Regions from separate parts of the Mus musculus genome. Here regions 1, 2, 4, 5, 6 and 7 are each linked to region 3. The links are chromatin contacts, called in public HiChIP or PLAC-seq, capture Hi-C and promoter capture Hi-C maps. All regions are on one chromosome and are shown on one strand. The core of a region is the stretch at or near the end of the contact, and the rest is flanking DNA. Distances in the headings are between cores, read along the strand shown.

Region 1 (2,700 bases), core at 191-2,690, 740 kb before region 3:
AACTCACAGTGGTGGGATTAACGGTGTGCACTACCACAAGCACTGGGTTTCATAACCTTTTAAGATTTATTTATGGGCTATGCATGTGTGGCAGCCAGGGATGGGTGTGCCCAAGGAGGCCAGAAGACAACTGTGATCTATCTAACCAGGATGCCGGCAACCAAGATGATCTGCAAGATCAGCAAGTGCTCTTAACCACTGAGCTATCTCTACAGCCCCAGATTTTACCTGTTAAAAGTATTTACTTAGTGTGTGGTGCTAGTCACTCAACCCAGGACCCTGCACATGCTGGGGTCCTACACTACTACTTAGCTGCATACTAGCCTCCCAGAACAGTCTCAGATATACAGAAAATAAATGAAGCACACCTCCCACGCACTTTCCTCTTTTTTTTTTTAACATCTTATATAAGTATGTACATTTGTTTCTATTAACCCAACATTGATACATTATTAATTTAAAGTCTTTTATGTATTTAGATTTTTACCTGCCTTTTAAAAAATACACAAAGTTTAATGTAACATGAACTAATCCTAAGAACACGTTTGCTACCTTCCCCTAACACTATAGACGTGCTTCCTTTTTAATTTAAGTCTTTTCTTGTTTTGTTTTAATTACAACGAATGCCTGATCATCTCAAAGATCTCCAACATGGACCTCTGGCAGCACGCACACATAAATCACACACCACAACTGTCCCCAATATCAGCACTGGAAATAAGTATAAATAGCCACCAGTATTTTCTGTTCAACGAGAAGGAATTTCCCAAAATTGGTAAGATCGATCATATTTTAGAAACAACTTAAAGCAAATTTAACCTCCTCTATCTCTGATCATCTAAGGGCTTGAAAACTTTTTTTCTCCTGAGACAGGGTCTCATGCAGACCAAGTTGGTCTTTGATTTGCTTCGTAGCTTAGAAGACCTCTCTGCCTCCACCCACCTCTTCAAAGCTGGGACTAAGGCGGCGCACCACCACACTCGACTCTAGTCTTTTGAGACAGGGTCTCTAAATAATTCCAGCTTGTCTCTAACTCGTGGCGAGCCTCCTGTCTCAGCACCTGCCTCGGAAGAGCGCAGGAATTACAGGGGAGAACCAAGCTTGGCTAAGTGGATCCCAGCAGTCAGACCACAATCTGTGCAGGAAGCACTTCCAGCAAACCAGCCGGGATTTCTTTTTTTAACTGCGCATGCGTTTGGCCAATGCCAGCCAAACCGGAACTTAACCGTTGACCAAATGAAGGTTTAAATCCTCTGAGTAGTGACACAGAGCTGCGATGGCGCCCTCGGTTCTTTAAAGAACCTTGGGATAGGGCGAGCGCTAATCCCAGGCTGGGCTCCGATTGGTCGTCACAGCAGTCTGCAGTTGAGACGTTGCGTGACGACCGTGGTACCGCCCCTGCAGCGGGACTGGCCGGGCTTCTGGCCAATCAGCAGGCGCGGCGCGCCCTTTGGTTCCCTCCAGCGAGCGCTTGCCGCCTCGGTTCCCGCGACCCCAACGTCCCAGAGGCGGGGCCGCAGTCATCTGAGACGCTACCTGGATCCTGACTCTGCGTGCCCAACAAACGGGCCCAACAACCAAACCCTAGCTTGGCGGCGGCCGTGACAACAGCGACGGTGGATCTTTGAGCTCCTGATTCCCCGAGGCGCCCTACGGGCCCGGGAAGCACGGTGAGTAACAAGCGGCCTGTAAGGTCGGAGTTAGCGCGGTGGAACCGATGACCACAGGGCCGCCAGGGGAGAAAGAAGGCGGACCTCACTGCTAAAAAATGGGAAAGAAGTTTACATTGTGACGTGCCTCAGATTGACTTCACTGTAGAAATTTCTTGGAGACTGAAACCCTGATCCTTGCTTTTTTGCATTCTTTCTATCTGACCCAGACTGTGTAAGGAATCTATTACGTGTTTATAGTCCGTGGTCTACAGGAAGTAGACCTATGTCAAAAGTGAGGCGTGGACGTACAGTGTCTGAACACAAAGACAGTGATGTCACCCTGAGAGATTGCACATTCGTGTTGGGGGTTGGATGATAGGATTTAGTAGGAAATTCCAAAGGAAGGGGAGGACAGCCTGTGTAGTCCTATCGACTGCTGATAGTCGAGTTAGGACTGGAGGATGAGTGACCGGGGTTATGGTTGCAGTAATTGGGTAGGACCTTAATATGAAGGGTTTTTATTTTATATATGAAGAAAAGCTATTGACTTTCTAGTCAGGGGAAAAACTTGTACATAAACCCATTTGTGTCTGCACTGGAGGGACTTGTCAGTAAATCTGGCTGGGCTGAGGAGGACAGCTAAGGTGGGAGGCCAGAAAGAACTTTCTATGGGTAAGAGGGAGAAGAGGTGAGGGTGACTTGATGGTCCTCATTTGCTGCACAATGAAGACATTCCCTGAGCAGACTATTTTTGTTAGGTACAGGTTTGTACAGCTTTGGCTCCATTAGCTTTATAAGTAATACTATCAAGATGAGCTAGTTATCAAATCTCATTTGGTGGCTTTCAGATGAGAAAGACCTAATGCATGAAAGGAGAGACAGGCACTTAAGTCATTCCTGTTGGTGAGGAAAACTTATACTTTGTGGGGGTAGAGTTATCAGTGTGATTACTGATACCATGGCAGTCAACTGCTAAAGAAAGGCTTCTTTTAAAACAAGCAAACAAACAAACAAGAAAAACAAGCCTGTATTTCAAGAAGTTTCATAT
Region 2 (2,700 bases), core at 83-2,582, 820 kb after region 3:
CCCCAGTAACAGTAGTGGAAGAAGCTAGGAGGAGACTTGGAGTTGGCTGATTTGGCCTACGGAATTATTTTATTTTTTTAAAGGCAGGATTGCCTGGAACGCTTAACTTGCAAAACAACGTTGTTGAGTCGACTGGACACATCTTCCTCCGCATTTGAGTCCTTTATTACTACCACTGGGCGAGAAAGAGGTGTTGATTTTGTTTTTACCTTATTCTCTATTACCTAGAAATTACATTGAGGAATACAGAAGACTGGGGCCCAACATTCAGAATTCTATGAATCAAAGTGTGGCGTTAGGGGCATTGAGCTTGAAGGTCATCCAGGAAGTAACATTGTTGAATTTATCCTCTGTGTGATTTATTCTAAGTCTCCTCTCCCACCCCCAACCTGCCATCTGTCGACCAAAAGGAACAGCTACCAAGTACTTCGAGCGTTCTTGGCTCCTTGTGTAAAAAGCTGAAGACAAAAAGGAGAGTTCATTTACGTAGGGACTCCTTTTTGACTACTTCCTCCATTCTAAGCAGTAAAACTAACTTCCTGAAACATTCGTTTTTAGTGAGACGCTGTCCGCCAGTTTTATTACCTTCTCTGGCAAGGTTGTACGGTCCCTTCCTGTCGTGCAATAGCCAAGAGAGTGCTTATAGACTCTTTTGGGGGTTTATTAGCAAAGACTGGGCTGGAGCAGATTTCAACCCTCCATTCTGGCGGCTCCGTGACGCCTGCAATGCCCATGAACTACAACTCCCGGCAGGTAGTGCGCCCACACCGCCGCGCATGCTCTAGTCCGGAGGGGCGGGAGTATGTGTGTGTCTATGGCTTGCCTAGGACTGTAGTTTCCACGGCGCGCGCCTGTGAATGGAGGGGCAAAGGTGTACAGGGCTCGGAAAACACACTCTTCCGCTACTTGTTTGACAATTCTAGTAGTTGGCGAAGCATCTGGTTCACAATCGAGGTGTGAGAAGGTGAAGAAAGAATGGGTGGGGGAAGAACTGGTACAAATATATCCTCCCATATTCACGTGCTCCCAGGCCGGAGGACCCGGCTGGGAGCTTTAAAGGGGCGTGCTGAATTCGGCTGGTCCTCGCCCCAAGAGCGGCACAAGGAGAGGCGAAGGCTTTGCGGAAGGGAGAGTGGACCGACCGGCGTCGCGCCGAAGGGCGCCGGGGGCGGGGCGGGAAGTAACCGCTGCAGGAGCAGCCCAACGTTTCCAGAGCGAGCCGCGGGCGCCCGGGCGGGGTCACGAAAGCTGGAGCTCACGCCTGCGCGTGCGCCGGTGCTAGTGGGCGTGAAGGAGGCGGGCCGAAGCGGCAGAGGGAGGGCCCAGCCGGCCGTCGCTCCTCCTCCACCCGCTCTGCCCCCTCCTGGGCCTTGTGGGCCGGGCAGCCATTTTGGGAAGAGCTTTGTTATGGTTGTGGGCTAGTCACCTCTGCTGGTCGGAGAAGCTGAGGACGCGTCCTCAGACGCCGCGAGTCGTCCTTGACCGTAGCCCCGCCGCTGCCGGGTGAGTATGGGTCCTGGACACCGAGCAGAAGGAGACCTGGAGTGGTCCCGGCACGGGCTCCGCCGGCACCTAACTGGCCGTCTAGGAAAACTAGTTAGAAGAAGGTCTTGCACAGGTGGTTGGGTGTGGGTCCGCCGGGGTGGACGAGGGACCTGGGAGTCGCCGAGTTGGAACGTCCCCCTCCCCCCCGCCAACGGGAGGAGTCTTGCACACTAGCGTCGCCGCGGCGGTTCCAGAGCTCTCCGACTTCAACTTCAGTTCCCGGTCGGAAACGCTCACCTGCGGCTCCGGCTCCTCTCCAGGAGTTCCGGCTTGATAGTGGTTGAGTGATTTGGTTTACTTGGGTTTTATTATCATTATTATCATTACTATTATTATTATTATTATTTTACCTTTCTTTAAAATAAGAGCCGAAGGCTTCTGTTTTCCAGTTAAGAGAAACTTAACGAGGAAAAAGTCGTGTAAGTCAAATGTGGACTATCTGGGCGAAAGGGAACTTCCACGCCCGGAGTCGCGGTTCTCTGGGGTAGGGAGACCTTTTCAACTTCAGATTGTCTTACTGGTTATCTACCAAACTCCGTCCCATTGGAGTGGAAGTTTGATTAGTTGAAGTGGCTTAACTAGTCGTTTTTATTCCATGCTAAATCTTCCCAACCCATAAAATTCAAAAGATACTGAATCTAAAATGGCTGTAGCCTGAGGAAGAACCCTGTTTAAATGCTTAAATATAATAACATTTCAGTCGTTTTTTCCCCTATGGGACGTTTTCTCTTAGGAGTTTTTGACAATTGGTACCTTTGAAGAGGGTAGGTGTAAGCGAAGGTGAGGCTCAGGAAGTTTACTGCAAAAGTTTACATAAGAATGGGTGCGGTTTTTTGTTTTTGGTAGTTGTGAATAGTTCTGAAATTGTGCTGTGGTATCAGTTTTGTCTGCCACTTTTGTACTCTGAGGTTGGCATGTATAATGTGTTGAATAGTTTAACTTTGATAACTCTTACCCGGAAAACCAGAAGTTAGTGGTGGTTCATGGTTTTTGTTTAGTAATAAAGCCACTTTTTTTGTAAATCTCATCAAAAACTAAAGAGTATTAGACGCCAGTAGACAGATTTGTAGTTTGTTGGTGGTCGAATGTTTTTTGTTTTCAAAATGGGTTTGTCAGTGTAGCCCTGCCTATTCTAGAACTCACTCTGCAGTCCTT
Region 3 (2,700 bases), core at 29-2,528:
CCATGCAGATGCTAGTAATTGAACCCAGGTCCTCTGGAAGAGCAGTCAGTGCTCTCTTAATCCCTGAGCCATCTCTGCAGCCCCTAGAGTCATCTTCTATAAACTGAAAATTCAGAGTATGTTCCTCAATGGTTTTTCAAACTCCTTCTACAAAACCCTGCAAGGTTTACTTCCTGATGTTTCTGTAACTTCATTTCCTATCACTTTTTTTTTTCCAAACCAGGTCTTTCTGAGCACTCCTTCATGATACCATTTTACTTACTCTCTGGCTTCCTAAGGATCTATGCCCAAAAATCCCTTCATCAAAGACAACAGGCATGCCTCACCCTATCTTATTTGGGTTTCCTTCATAATATGCATCCACTTCTAAAGTGTAATATGTGTGCCTATTGTTGCTTTCATGCTCAAATACAAGCTGGAGCAGATGAGCAGATAAAATAGAGGAAGCCCAATTGAATTTAAATTTCAGATAAACAATGAATTATTTTTCAATATGAAGTTGTCATAGATATTGGAGGGCTCTTATAATTTAAAAAAAAAATAGCTAAACCAGGTGTGAGGATGCATGCCATTAATCCCAGAACTCAGGACCAAGGCAGGCAGATCTTTGCGAGTTCAAGAACAGCCTGGTCTACATAGCTAGCTCTAGGGCAGCCAGGACTACATAGAAAGCCTCTGTCCAACTCCCTCCCCCCTCCCCAAAAATCACTGTTTATCTGGTATTGGAAATTTACTAGTGTTCAGTATTTTATTTGCTAAATCTGGCAACTCTATACAGAAAGGAAAACACATTGGTTATTGTGTTTATGGCAGCATCCCCAGAGCTAGAATAGTCTCGATATTTCACCACCAGTAAATATTTATTGGATGGATGGGTGGGTGGGTGGATAGATGGATAGATGGGTGGAGGGATGGATGGAAGGACGGATGAATTATTCAACTGGGCCATTAAAACAATGAGCCTAAAGAACCTAAGAGTAAGAGGGATGGAGTCTTTCAAGAACTTTTCAGAAGGTGGAGCCTCGGGTGCCAGTCCCCGCCCCTGCTTCTCAGCAAGCAAAACTCTGCCTCCGCTGTAAGTTGATGCGGTCAGCCGCGGTCCGACAGGGGCGGGGCCTACTAACTGTGGCTCCAGACCCAGCACGAGCCAGAGCCGCGGCCCCTTTAACGTTCCACCTCCCCAGCACCACACGCGCCCTCCTGCGTGACGTCACCAAGGGGCGCCCAATGGGGGCGCGGCTTACTGGCAAGCCTTGCCCGGGGCCGCTGCCAAAGGGGAAGTGAGCTAAGACTGGAGCTATGGCCCGGGTCTGGAGCCTGCGGCGGCCGCCACCGCCAGCACATCCAGAGAAGTCGCGACCGAAGCAGGGGCCGGAGACGCGGCTGGACTGGCCGCGGCGCGTGTGAGTTGCGGAAGTCGCTGGTGGCGGAACACTTCAGGCTGGCGGAGCGGTGGTCACCCCTCATCACTGCGCCCCCTCCAGGCCCTAGCAGCAGGGCTCCCGCTCCTCTCGCGCGGGTCTCTACAAACTCAGGACAGAAGCCACGGGAAGGTGATCATCCCGAATCCTGGTGGGCGTCCCGGCCTGGGAGTTTTCTAGGCGCCCAGGCAGTGTTGGCGCTCTCCTGTCACCACCTCTCCAGTTAAGGATCAGCGAGTTCCCACTGCCTGCTCTGCAAAGTCTCCTCTCCTCCCATTCAAAAACAAGTTTATTTTCCTTCTGCATTGGGAATCTTGTCCCAGAGATCTAAAGTACCTTAGTTTTGTGTATCTTTCTCCCGCTTTCTGGAGCACTCCTAGAAATATTGGTTGCCTACACGACTTAGAATCTCGTGCTTGACTTAGCGGGTTGTTTTGTTTCGTTTTCCTTTTGACAGGTAATAGTTGTTTCAGAAATTTATCCATTTAGATCTCCAGTTCCTTGGCCATCTCTATGTAACTTCCCCCACCCCCCATCCCCCATCCACCTGAGTCCAATTTTCTCTGGGCTCTATTCTCCAGCCCTCAGTAGATCTGGTCAGTCCCACCTCTGGGTGGGAGTGATCAGGGGGCTCAGGCCCAGGATTTCCAACCCTGGAAGGCAGCTCCAAGTCAGCGAGAGAGTTGGGTGTTGGCTACGAACCTGGCAGCTCAGGAGTGGGCCCGCCACTCACCCCCCACAAAAAGATGAAAAAGCGCAAAGAGCTCAATGCGTTGATCGGCCTGGCTGGTGACCATCGGAGAAAGAAGACCAAGCAAGGCTCAGGCAGCCACCGCCTGCTTCGCACTGAGCCTCCTGACTCAGACTCAGAGTCCAGCACAGACGAAGAGGAATTTGGAGCAATTGGAAATCGCTCTCGTTTTGTCAAGTGAGTGTAGCAGTGGGGAGGGCTGAAATGGGCAAAAGGCATCTTGCACTACTACCAGCCGGGCAAATGGATGAGAAGGAGAGGGGAGTCCCTTGGAAGAAAAAGGGAAGTAGGCCTTGGAAAACAGGGAGAAAGGATGTTGGACAGGGCAAGTTCTAACTCTTAATAAAGAGTAAGCAGTCACTCTAATGTCTAACAAGAGCTTCAAATCTAGGGTGGAAGTGTGGACTTGGGGAATGGGCTCATAGCCCAAGAAGGAATTAAAAAGGTTACTCATGGAGACAGAGGAGCAGAGAGGCTCTTGGGGCTAGGCATTTTTAAAAAGTAGGTCAAGGGACCTTAAGACCAATA
Region 4 (2,700 bases), core at 197-2,696, 660 kb before region 3:
GTCTGACCTGGCATCTGGCAAGGACCTGAAAGGCTGGTATAGAGTGGTGAAGACCAGGCATGGAGGCTATGGATCCAGTCAGCTGTCTGGCCTCCTCACGCCGGTCCCTACCTGCTTCCTTTTTAATAAAATAAGTGTGTGTTCCTCAGAAGCTGTCACTGTGTCATTAGCTTCCTCGCACCCCCTACCCGGACACACCCCCCTGCCCATGTAAACCTGTTACCTATTCACAGAGCTTAATTGTCATGAATCTAAGTAAAGGGTTACCCAGGGGAGGTGACACAAAGCCCTGAGTTGGAAGGGGCTTGAGCAAGGTGAAGTAGGTGTGAATTCAGGGCGACACCCAAGGTTAGAGATCCAGACCACATAGGAAGGTCAGGAAATAGAAGAGGAGGCCAGTAGACAGCTAGAGTTCATAGAGAAAATGGCTTTACTTTCCTTATGGGCAAGAGGGCTACACAAATTTAGGCCCAGGACAGGTGGTGGTAGTGAAGAGCTTGCTGGCTGGAGGACTGGCTCTGTGGATGACCATGGGGACAGTGAGGAAGGACAGTTGGTGTGGAACAGTTGGTGAAGGGAGTAACTGGGGCCTGGGTGGAAGTGAGAAGAAAAGAGCAGCCAGGCTCTGGAGGAGCTTGGCCTGGTCAGAATCACTTGGGGCTTAAGGGCTTAAGTATTGCTACTGGGTGTGCTGGCTTGTGACTTTGAGTGAGTCACTATCATTCTGAGGTTTGGTTTCTTTATCTGTTAAACAGAGATGTTAACAGTCATCTTCCAGGACTGTCATGGGACTTCAGCATAATATATGCAAAGTATCTGTGTTTCATTAAAAAATGATTCTATAGAAAGAGCTACGGAAATATCTATAAGAAAGCATTCTTTTTCCAAGAAACAGGACCAGGAGGGATGGGACTGTCCTAACAGAAGAGACGAGGGAAGGACATGAGTGTGAGGGAATATTAATCCCTCACTCAACAGCAGGACTTTTGTGTGCCTGTCTTATGTCAGGAAAGGAGGGGTAGCCAGTCTTGACCACCCATTTTGACTTCAGAGGCTGGAGAGCAGAGTGGAAGCTGGGAATAGGAAGGAATCCTAGAGGCAAGTGCTATGGGAGGAGCTTAGTGGTGTGGTGTGGGCAGCCTAGCTCTGACAGTAAAGTCCCTGAGCAAGTTGTGCTGAACTGAACTGTCCTGAGGGGCAAGGTTGGGAGGTATCTGGGAGATTTCACATTCTGTCTTGAGCATTACCTAGTTTTCAGTGGTGGAGCGGGCTGGTCCAGGAATGCTGGCTTCCTCCTGGGCCCCATACTCTTGCCAAGGCTACCTGGGGTGAGGCAATGCTCCCCCACCTCACTTTGCCTTCCAGCTCCTACTTAAGCTCTCCCCACTGGTTTGCTCTGAGGCCTGCCCCTCCCCAGCTCCTGGGCTTTCTCTCCACACAATAACAGGATGTGATCTTCGAAGAGAGGAAGTGGGGGAGGACTGCTGTGCCGATAGCAGGGAAGGAGGGGGGCTTCTGACTCTCCCCTCTCCAGCCCTCCTTTGCTCTGTAGGCCAGCCCCTGCAGCTCCTTGATCCCCCTAAGCCCTACCTCAAGCTTCTATCTGAGACAAGTAGGGATGAAGGGTCTTTAGGCCCATGTAGGACTGCTTGCCTATGGAGAGACATGCCTTGGCCACACCGTCTTCAGGATCTACCTTCTGGAGAGACTTGCTGGCCTAGCTTTAGATGCTGGGTTGTTTTCTGCCCGGAGCTGCTGGAGTCTAAGGGTGGGCAGGTGGGTCATTCTGTAGGGCTCCATCTGTCCAGTGCACTCCCAAGTCCACACGAGCATGATTCAGTGCAGGGAGTGCGTGATAGCATCAATCTAAAGGTCTATGTCAAATGCTGGTTTGGCTTGCACAGTGTGTGTCAGGCTGCAAAAATGGACAGTGAAATCCAGAAAGACAAGGAGCATGAGGAAGGAGCAAGGCTAGGCTGGAACCCAGCACTAGGTCATTGGGTTACCGCCTCTTCGAGCCAGGGATGTTCTTAGAACTTCCAAAGTTGATGGGAAAGTTTTAGATCTTCCCTGTCCAGTATGACAGCCATTAAACACATATAGTGTTTGAAGGATGACTAACACACCAGTGAGCTTGTCACTTTGTTTAATTTGAATGAACTTAAATGCAAAGGATCATGTGTAGCCATTGGCTATTGATTAGTAAAACTTCAGATCTTCACCCATTGGATTACTGGCCACTTGCTAGTTCTCTTGCAGAACCAGGCCATGCTGGGGATACAGATCAGTTGGTCGTTGAAGCCATGCATTAAGGATTGCCCTAGACACCAACCAGAAGACTGTATCTCACTTAGTGGTCGTGGAAAAGAATGCTAGCTCCGGGGTGGGGGTGGGGGGGATTAGTGGGAGTTTATCAGGAGTGCAAAGAGGAAGTTGGGTGGCAAGTGCGTATGCAGGTGTAGCATTGGGAAGAATGGGATGTGCTTTGGAGATTGTAGTCTTCCGCTGATGGGGTCAATGTGCATGGTTGCAAGTGTTGGGCCAGAGAAGCCTGGGAGTCTGGTCACCACCAGAAATCTGAAGTTCCCTGAGAGTGATGGGAGCCATAGTGAGGATTGTGAGCAGGTAGGGGGCTGGTCAGAACATGTTCTAGGGACTTTGTAGTTAGCCGTAGTGGAGAACAGCTGCTGGCAGGGACAT
Region 5 (2,700 bases), core at 102-2,601, 950 kb after region 3:
CCCTTGACTTGACCATTATGCCTAAACCTCTACGGCCTAATAAAATCTTCTAACTGTTGTGTTTCCATGTCTGCCCCATCCTTATAGCATGACTTTCTAGAGGGTAAAGTTTGGATTATATCCATCTCTGGGTTCCTAAATCACACAAAGCATGTGATATGAAATGGGAACTCTGAGCTTTGTATCTATCCGGCTTCCCCTCCCCTCCCCCAAGGTCTCTATGTTGTCCTTGCTGTCCTGGAACTTGCTATGTAGACCAGGATGGACTAAAAAACACAGAGGTTCTCTTGCCTCTACCTTCCCAGTGCTGGCCATCAAGCCTGACCCCTCTTTAACTCTCTTGACTTTTTTTTTTTTTTTTTTTTTGGAGGCAGGATTTCTCTGTGTAGCTCTGGCTTTCCTGGAACTCGCATTGAATTGAGACCAGGCTGGCCTCGAACTCAGAGCTCCATTAGTCTCTGCCTCTAGAGTGCTAAGAAGATGTGCCATCACTGCCTGGCTTGGAACAGTGACTTTTAACTCAGGAAATTGACCACAGAGCCCCAGTTTTTAAAACCACAAATCAGTTTAGTGACAGGCTGAGATTCAGAAAGATTTAAGAATAATGCAAGAAATGGGTGTGAAACAGAAAAGCAGTATCCAGTAATCAGAGACCAATGGAGGCTGCCCTCAGTGGTGAGGGTTAATGAGGACCAGACTAGAACAGGAGTTTTGTTTTTGTTCTTAACGATTTATTTCTTTTCATTTTCTGTGCATTGGTGTTTTGCTTGCATGTATGTGTGAGGGTGTTGGATCCTCTAGAACTGGATCTACACAGTTATGAGCTGCCATGTGGGTGCTGGAAATTGAGGCTGGGTCCTCTGGTAGTGCAGCCAGGGCTTATAACGGCTGAGCCAGCTTTTCCAGCCCTAGAATAGGTTTGTGAGGCTGGGGTGCGACTGAGAAATATTTGGGTGCACAGTTTCCCCTGAACGTGGTTTAATTTTAGACGTGGCCTTCCAAGAGCAGTAAAACAGACCCTTCTTCTAGTTTGGGTCTTGATTGCACAGCACACAGTGGTCCTGGGAATAAAGAGAGGCACGGATTACCCGGGTACCCCGATTAAACGAGGAAATGACTCAAAGGGCAGTGCTTTTCTACCTCTGGGAACAGCATCACTGAAAGTGTGAGCGTTTCCCCCTGGAGACCCCCTCCACTCCAGGCCCATCCAGGGAAAGCGCTGAGTCATCCCCCGTAGGCCGGCCAGGGTGGGGCGGGGCTCAGCCAGGTCCCCCTCTTCCCGCACCCCCGGCCCGTGAGAATCTCGCGAGAACTTTGTAGGCTATAAAAGCAGCTCCCCGCGCGCGCTGTCGGGCGACCTCTTCCTGCGTTCTCACGGCTCTTTCTGTTTGTGAGACCTGTGGCTCGACCCTGGTGAGTGTGCGGGTATCGCCGCTGAGAAACGCGGCTCGCGCCCATCACTGGTTCCTTCTCCCTCTGGCCGGTCCCGGCTCGTCCCGGGCGATCACGGGCTGAAGCGGCAGGGCGAGGCCTGGTCCCGCGAGTGCTGGAGCTCTACTCGCATTCTTCACGTGGCGCTTAGTTCCCGGACCTGTTGGAACCCTGAGGCTAACGTTCAGTTTCCTCCTCTCCCGCTCACCGATAGAGGGCGGAGATGGCTTGGTGGGACGAGTTTGTGCTGGAACTTACCGCGCGCACTGGGCTGTGTCGTTGTGTTTTCTGATGTGCTATAGTGGGTGATGGCGTGAGTGGTAGGAACGTAACCTCCAGCGAGCTTGGGGCGTGACCTTCTCCGGCGTTCTAGTCCGATTCCTACGGAGACTTCTCAGCGGCCGGAAGTCGCTTTTCCGGGATTGGTTGAGTTTGGAAATGCTGGGCCACGTTGCAAAGCAAGTTTGATTAAAAGATGGTTTATGTTAGGGGGCACACCAGATAGGTAGTTGCTATGCTGCAGGTGCAGCATGTCCCTGAAAAAAAACAGTTAAAAGTTTTTTAAAGTTTGCGATGAAAGATGCTTTTTTTCTTGGCGTTTCTTTTGGTTATTGGTATTATGAACCAAGAAATTTGGAACTTGGATTCCAACTTGCACTCATACTGAGAGGCGTAAATTTTCTTTTAGATTGTGGGTTTTTTTTTAATGTGTATGTCTACCTGTGTGGTAAACACCCCCCCCCCCCCGAGCTAGTTACAGGTGGTTGTGAACCCATCCTAAGTGGGTGGAGGAATCTGAACCAGGACTTTTCCGGAAAGGAGCAGTGTAGGCTCTTAAATTGTTGCGCCATCGCTGAAGCTCCTAATGTTGTACATCTTAACAATTTATTTGTCTTGGTGTTGACCTGGGTCGATAGTGCAGAAATCGGTTTCTTAGCAGTACATTGACTCTTTTTGTATTTTTCTTAGAGTATCTTGGAAATAGGTTGGCCTCTAATTTGGCTAGCCTTGAACTCCTGAATCTTAAGCTTCTACTTCCCAAGTGTTGAGATTACACATCCCAAGTTTTTTTCTTTTAAACATTTGTGTGTGTGAACCTTGTAGAAGTCGGCTTTCCATCCTTATGGGCATTCTGGAGATGGAACTACGGTCATCAGATAGCAATTACCTTAACCTGCGTAACCTCCCTCATACAGAAATTGAGACAAGTGTTCCCTCGGTTCAGTATCCTCCTCCCTCAGCATGCAGAGTGCTGGGATGATGCTCCAC
Region 6 (2,700 bases), core at 184-2,683, 680 kb before region 3:
GGGTCGGGAGACACGGTGGTCTTAAGAGGCTAGACAACGGCCAAAGCCGCTGAACGAGCATCTGGGAGGCGGAGATCCGAGTCGGGTTGTTTGTAGGGAGCGGGAATCCCGAGGGGCCAGGGGTGGGGAACGGGCGGAACCCGCCGGGTCCCAACGTGAGCGCTCAGCCCTCTCCTCTGCGCATTCCTGGGCCATCCCAGCGCCGCAACCCGTCCCCGCTCCCTCCGGAGAAATTGCCAAATTAAAATGAATCATTTGGCCCATAATGGCCGAGGCGCTTATCGGGGGCGGGCGGGCCCGAGGCGGCTCCTTATCTCGGCGGCGCACACGGCCGGCGCTAACGAGGCCGCGGGCGGGAGCGGGATTAGAGCGCGCGGCGAGGCGCGGGCGGGGGCTGCCCAACATGGCCACGCACACCCCCAAGGCGCAAAACGTGAGCGTCCCGGCCTTCTTCCCAGGGCCGGGAGACAGTCGCCTCCCGTGGAATTGCCCGTCCGTTTCCTCCGTCTTTCCCCATGCGCACTCCAGCCTCGGCTCCCTCTCCCCCGTCTCTTCCCGGGGGGCACTTTCCACGACGCCCCTCCGCTGCCCCTCCCGCCGGGGAGACTCTCTTCCTTCCTTCCCCTTTTCCCCTTGCGCAATAGACAGAAAAGCGCAAGGCGCTGGCGGCTTCCATTGCTTCTGGGCGGTGTGTGCGGGCGGCCGGGTTGAGAGTGCTTGCGTGAGCGGCAGGCTGCGGTGGCTACTCCCCGCGTGGGCTTTTGGCGATAGGTCGTGTGCGGGAGTGTGAAACCCTGCGCTGTCTGGGTGTGGAGATTCCGACCTCTCTGCGTTTTATTCGTTGTATGTAAATTGCCCTGTTTCTTTTCTCCACAAGGTCGGTCTGGTGTATCGCAGTGTGTGGCCTTGGACAAAGTGTTAGGCTGGTTTCGTTATGTCGGGCGGGTGTGATCCTCACCCTGTGAGGTTGTGTGTCTGTGAGCGTTTGCGTGTGACTGATGTCGCTGTGTCATGTTGGACAGTATGCCGGTCTGCCTACACCGGCTTGTGGGACAGAGCTAGCTCGTGTTCATCTGCTTCCCTCCTCTGGGCCTGGACCATGTGTGGTCCTGTCCAACAAGAGTCCTATGCCTGTGTGCCTGTGTCCTTTAGAGGTGCGTTTGCAAATCGCTGGGGGCGGGAGTGGGGGGAGGGCGAGCGAGAGATCGAGGCGCTGGTGGGGGCGTCAGCATGGGGGCGGGGAGTGGGATTTCACATTTTATTCCAAATTATGATGTATTCGGGAGCCAGTGTTGGCTCGGATGGGCGGACAGAGCCCAGTGGGCGGCAGCTCTGTCCGGAGGCTGTCTGTGCCTTGGTGTTGCGGGGGTCCCCTGGTGTGTGCGGGGGGAATCTTCTAATCTGGAAGATGAGCCGCGCTCGCTGAGGCCAGCGTCTTCCCGCCCGCAGCGCCAGGCCTGGATTCGCGCTGCCCCTGGGTTTCGCCTATTTCTGGTCAGTTTCGCGGGTGCGTCCGCGGTGGTTGGGAGAGGCTGGGAAAGACAATGGGCACATTTTCCAGGTCTGGTGCCAGGGGTGGGGGTCCTCGGGATCGTCCCGGGGGACATTTTCTCAGTCCCTTTCCCATCCCGGTCCAGTCAGACCCCCTAGCAGGTTAGCTGCCCTTGGAGTCCACTTACGTTGGAAGGACCGCTTCAGGGCCACCTTAGCTGGACAAGAAGGATCGCGTTTTCCCCTTTTACTGCGATTGTTAATACCTTCGTCATCATCACCATCACCCTTAATATCCGCTTTTAATTAAAACAATCGAACAAAAAGCTCACCAGTTCTACCCTTTAGCTTCTTTGGAGGGAGAACAAAGCAGTCCTGTCCTGTCTTAGGCCCCTCCCTAGCTGCTTTTTTTTTTTTTCCCCTAACTTGCCAGGTTTGGGGTAGGGAAAGAAAATGAAGAGGTAGTCAGAATAAAGAGTCACTCCATAAAACAAACATTAGCCTCAAGTAACAACGGGAACGAGTGTATTCCCCGCGTCTCCCCTCCTCTTCCCTCCTTCTCTGGATTAGCAAGGAGAAAGAAAACCTCCCGCACTGAATTGAAAGCCAGGGAGGAGGCAGTTCTGAGCTTCCGCCAAAGCCGCAGCGGAGAGAAGGAAGCCTTCGCAATTAACCCAAGACTTCGATGTGCCATTGGGCGGTGGACATCTCAGGCAAAACAATTAAAAAAAAAAAAGGAGGCGAAAAATAAAAGCAAACGAAATCCAGCTACCGCTCTTGGAAGTGGCGTCGGTCTGCTTTGGCCCGTCTTTCCTTTTGCTTTGTTTATCGCTGCGAAACAGTATAAGAGGTGTAAGAGTTAACTCTCATCTACTGCCAGTCAAAACCCCGAAAGTCGAAAATCTTTTGCAAAGGTGGTGGAAGAAATGGTGAAATACCTTCCTTTATATCTCTGCATCCATTAGAAAGAAAACAAGGGACCCAGCTAAAACAGATAGAGCTCTCTCTCTCTCCCTTTCATCCCTGCAAGGGAAATAGGATCTTTGGAAACAGGTTCTGCCTTGTCCTGGGCAGGAACTTGAAAGATGGGGTCATGAGGAGTATGGGACCAGGGCTCCCAGGTTCTGACCCAGCAGCCAGGGCCTGAAAACTCTTGGGTTTTTGTTGTTGTTGTTGTTGTTGTTTTTGTTTTTGTTTTTGTTTTTCCAT
Region 7 (2,700 bases), core at 68-2,567, 860 kb after region 3:
GTGTTAATTCTGTAAAAGATGGGTTTATGCAAAGACATACTGCTAATATGAGGTTTACCTTGTGCGGAAATGTTCCCTACAGTGGAGAATTCTAGCTTGAAATCTGTCCATTTTAGAGAACAGCTGTGGTACAGATGACAGTTGCCTATCAGAGGCTAAATAGGCAATGAAGTCAAAGCCGCAGTTAATTAAATACTTGGCCAAACTCACTGTAATTGGTGGAACAAACTGACATTTTCACACCTGGGCCCCACCCAAAGGTGGCCAGGCACATTGCCCAGGCCTGCCTAAGCCTGTACTCGCTGCCCAGGGAGCTAGGGCACCTCCCCAAACATAAACATACATTTGAAGGACCTGGCGATTTAGCAGACTTGGTCTATTCTTTGTCCCTTTTCTCTCTTTTCTGTCCAGTCCGCCTTTTCTCTTTTGTCACATCCTCTGTAGGACGCTGGTGTCTATAAGAGATTCCATTCCATGGCCGATTACTCAGGGGAATCAGGACTTTTATCCTGTGAATCCTGTGATATGGTTTTCCGCTCCTGGGCTCTGTTGGCCACACACACCAAACGATTCTGCATTGGCCGGCTGACTCCGGAGGTAACACTTAAATCACAGCCTTCAGTCGCGATCAAACGAGGCACCAAGGTAAGGGCCGCCAGTGGCCAGGGGTAGGTTTTCCATCAATCATTATTCTTACGTTTTTTGCCTCCCCGCCACCAGATCATGGCACAAGAAAAGAGCCGTGATCAGGAAGCCAGCACATCTGCTCTAAAGAGGCTGACAGAGGAGGTACACACCAATCATGACTACAAACTTCAACTTTACATGTGTAGAGATTTACATGCTGGAAATCACCCAGTACAGAAATAGCGGGTCCGAGTTATTTGCAGGTGCAGTTGCTGTCCCTACAGAAAATAGGTCCCCGAGCGACTGAGGGTCTCACTTCCCAGACTGCAGGGAGCCCTGGGGAGAGGCTGCGAGTCTTGCAGGGAACCCGCGCCAGACGCATGGCAGAAACAGAAGCACAGAGCCGGGCGCTGGAGCGTCGCGGCGAAGGTGAGAGGTAAGGACTCGGCCCTGTCGCTGTGCTCGGACTCACCCTGACTCTGCCCATTTGTCCCTCAGAATTAAAACGGCGCCTCCACAGCGTGGCGGGACCCAAGGGAGGATTACCCCGCCCATTCGACTTGGAGCGCGAGCTCAGAGAACTCAAGGAAGAGGCCAACCGGACCCGGGGAGCACTGCAAACGCTAGGTGCGCATTTCCAGGCGCTCCAGCTTCAGCCTCGGTGAGTTGCCGGCCCAGCTTTGGTAGGAGTGCGGGCGGGGCCTTGGGCTCGGGTCAGTGACATCATCTGCTTGCGCCAGAAAACTGCAGGACACCCATAGGGCAGTGGAATTCTGTTACCTGCCCCTGCGGTTCAACCCGGAAACGCTGGCTGCAGAGATCCGGTGAGGACCCCGGCCCTGGGTGGACAGGATCGGGAGTCTGTTCAGTCTGGGAGATCGCTTTCTGCTGCCTTCTTGCTAGGATCCTACGTGAAGCCTACGTGCACGGTGGAGGCCGGGACCCAGAAGTTCTGGACAAAATATTGCAGCTGCAAGTGGAAGCGTCAGCCCTGGAATTGCAGCGGTCGCAAAACCGCAAGGGTGAACGAAAGGGTCTATCATAGAGGGTTTCTACACTGATGGTCCTAGAGTTGGAAGGAGAAAAGGGCTTGAGGGAGAGCACCACTAGAATGGGAGGCACGTAAGCCCAAGGAAGGAAAACCCATTGCCAGATGACAAATCCAGGCTTGTGCAGAAACCCTTAAAGTTGGATTACTACATAATGCTTGACAGATCACTTTAATTCATCTCAGAAAAACTAAGTGCCGCCTCTGAGGAGGTTCTAACGGTGGAAGCCGAAAACAGGCTCCTGGAGGCAGAAATCCTGGCATTGCAGAAGCAGAAAGTCCTGAGTCTGTCGCCCTGGGGTCAGTGAAAAATACAGCCTCTCCCTAGACAATCCCAGGGAACCCAACTCTGAAGGGGTGAAGGGACCAAGTCGGGAGGATGAAGTCCATGTCTGTAACGTGTTTCTGTCAATACAGCTATCTTTGTATCTTTGGTTTATGAGCCTGTACTCCCTCTGACTTACTCAGTTTGCTGCTTCCTCCAGCTCAAGCCACTTTGTTGTTGTTTCTAGGATCCAGGGATCTCCCCGGACACCTGAGTAGGTGTGATAACTCCCTCCTCCCTCCACTGGTTGCACCCCCAATACCACAACTTACAAGTTCCACAAAAGCCCAGAACTTCCATGGCACTTCAAAGACTGTGAGAAAGACAGCATTCGGGGTTGATGGCTGGCTTGACATGCAGTTTGGGGATCATGGGCAGATTGCAGTTCTGTAGGACTGAACTCTTTTGTCCACAATAGATACTTAATGGAACCATGACAAGAAAAATGGGTCTGGATCTCCACTTCCTCCTACCTGCATCAGATGTTCTAGGTCCAGCACCCTATGATCCTGGGTGAGGCCTGCTCCCTCCTTCACAGCATTTTTGAATGCTGACATTTATGGAGACCCACCAACCGCCATCCAGGCTTAAAGTACTGGCCGGGTGGAGGAATTAGGGGCTCTGTGTACATAGATTTGTATTCTTCAGGGCTGGCCTTGTCATTTTCTATGACTTCCTGCGGGGCCTTGACACTTCTTGG

What was found. Promoter capture Hi-C pulls out the DNA fragments that hold promoters and counts their contacts. HiChIP or PLAC-seq counts read pairs in DNA pulled down with a chosen protein or histone mark. Capture Hi-C pulls out chosen DNA fragments and counts their contacts.
Region 1: a promoter capture Hi-C map of hippocampal neurons shows a contact between it and region 3, with 7 times the contacts expected there. The contact joins the promoter of Stil here to the promoter of Efcab14 in region 3. A contact is called at or near these places in 13 of 39 promoter capture datasets (the 3T3-L1 cell line, the C10 cell line, the HPC-7 cell line and 7 more), 5 of 484 Hi-C or Micro-C datasets (LSK cells, embryonic stem cells, muscle stem cells and 2 more), 14 of 115 datasets of contacts at active chromatin or transcription factors (the 230-238 cell line, bone marrow-derived dendritic cells, bone marrow-derived macrophages and 7 more) and 1 of 9 other capture datasets (liver).
Region 2: a promoter capture Hi-C map of liver shows a contact between it and region 3, with 2.7 times the contacts expected there. The contact joins the promoter of Gpbp1l1 here to the promoter of Efcab14 in region 3. A contact is called at or near these places in 3 of 39 promoter capture datasets (liver and pre-B cells), 1 of 115 datasets of contacts at active chromatin or transcription factors (memory CD8 T cells) and 2 of 9 other capture datasets (adipose tissue and liver).
Region 4: a contact with region 3 is called in an H3K4me3 HiChIP or PLAC-seq map of bone marrow-derived macrophages, with 4 times the contacts expected there. The contact joins the enhancer-like site here to the promoter of Efcab14 in region 3. A contact is called at or near these places in 11 of 39 promoter capture datasets (the 3T3-L1 cell line, cranial neural crest, embryonic stem cells and 4 more), 14 of 115 datasets of contacts at active chromatin or transcription factors (bone marrow-derived macrophages, cardiomyocytes, differentiating embryonic stem cells and 6 more) and 2 of 9 other capture datasets (adipose tissue and macrophages).
Region 5: a promoter capture Hi-C map of pre-B cells shows a contact between it and region 3, with 3 times the contacts expected there. The contact joins the promoter of Prdx1 here to the promoter of Efcab14 in region 3. A contact is called at or near these places in 1 of 39 promoter capture datasets (pre-B cells) and 1 of 115 datasets of contacts at active chromatin or transcription factors (memory CD8 T cells).
Region 6: a contact with region 3 is called in a capture Hi-C map of embryonic stem cells, with 5 times the contacts expected there. The contact joins the promoter of Tal1 here to the promoter of Efcab14 in region 3. A contact is called at or near these places in 11 of 39 promoter capture datasets (the C10 cell line, cranial neural crest, embryonic stem cells and 6 more), 1 of 484 Hi-C or Micro-C datasets (the Ba/F3 cell line), 10 of 115 datasets of contacts at active chromatin or transcription factors (bone marrow-derived macrophages, differentiating embryonic stem cells, embryonic forebrain and 3 more) and 2 of 9 other capture datasets (adipose tissue and embryonic stem cells).
Region 7: a contact with region 3 is called in a promoter capture Hi-C map of erythroid cells, with 5 times the contacts expected there. The contact joins the promoter of C530005A16Rik here to the promoter of Efcab14 in region 3. A contact is called at or near these places in 3 of 39 promoter capture datasets (erythroid cells and liver), 1 of 115 datasets of contacts at active chromatin or transcription factors (memory CD8 T cells) and 1 of 9 other capture datasets (liver).

Annotation. Positions count from the first base shown.
Region 1 is chr4:114,998,678-115,001,377 of GRCm38.p6, forward strand. Stil (Scl/Tal1 interrupting locus) reads left to right here and starts at 1,441. Exons shown (of 17, transcript NM_009185.3): 1 at 1,441-1,670.
Region 2 is chr4:116,556,326-116,559,025 of GRCm38.p6, forward strand. Gpbp1l1 (GC-rich promoter binding protein 1-like 1) reads left to right here and starts at 1,333. Exons shown (of 12, transcript NM_029868.3): 1 at 1,333-1,503. It also overlaps a transcript of Tmem69 not described here.
Region 3 is chr4:115,736,492-115,739,191 of GRCm38.p6, forward strand. It overlaps Efcab14 (EF-hand calcium binding domain 14), which reads left to right and starts at 1,279. Exons shown (of 11, transcript NM_001368627.1): 1 at 1,279-2,349. The coding sequence starts at 2,168.
Region 4 is chr4:115,074,270-115,076,969 of GRCm38.p6, forward strand. No RefSeq gene overlaps it. Among named protein-coding and RNA genes, the nearest start is that of Pdzk1ip1, 13 kb to the right of the region's middle. Within about 2 kb of position 1,447, at least 99 of the 459 cell types and tissues checked have an H3K27ac peak or open chromatin away from gene starts, as enhancers often do. A contact at or near this core is called in adipose tissue, bone marrow-derived macrophages, differentiating embryonic stem cells and 1 more, where this site is marked.
Region 5 is chr4:116,684,248-116,686,947 of GRCm38.p6, forward strand. Prdx1 (peroxiredoxin 1) reads left to right here and starts at 1,352. Exons shown (of 6, transcript NM_011034.4): 1 at 1,352-1,413. It overlaps AV051173 (expressed sequence AV051173), which reads right to left and starts at 1,775. Exons shown (of 3, transcript NR_040442.1): 1 at 1,690-1,775; 2 at 1,398-1,591; 3 at 715-1,061.
Region 6 is chr4:115,056,378-115,059,077 of GRCm38.p6, forward strand. It overlaps Tal1 (T cell acute lymphocytic leukemia 1), which reads left to right and starts at 1,434. Exons shown (of 5, transcript NM_001287388.1): 1 at 1,434-1,494. It overlaps Gm33786 (a long non-coding RNA gene), which reads right to left. Exons shown (of 2, transcript XR_376559.3): 1 at 1,680-2,700; 2 at 1,245-1,532.
Region 7 is chr4:116,596,313-116,599,012 of GRCm38.p6, forward strand. C530005A16Rik (RIKEN cDNA C530005A16 gene) reads right to left here and starts at 1,318. Exons shown (of 3, transcript NR_029450.1): 1 at 1-1,318. Ccdc17 (coiled-coil domain containing 17) reads left to right here and starts at 418. Exons shown (of 13, transcript NM_001037916.3): 1 at 418-645; 2 at 721-789; 3 at 951-1,056; 4 at 1,126-1,288; 5 at 1,368-1,451; 6 at 1,531-1,649; 7 at 1,862-1,975; 8 at 2,188-2,315; 9 at 2,419-2,513; 10 at 2,649-2,700. The coding sequence starts at 475.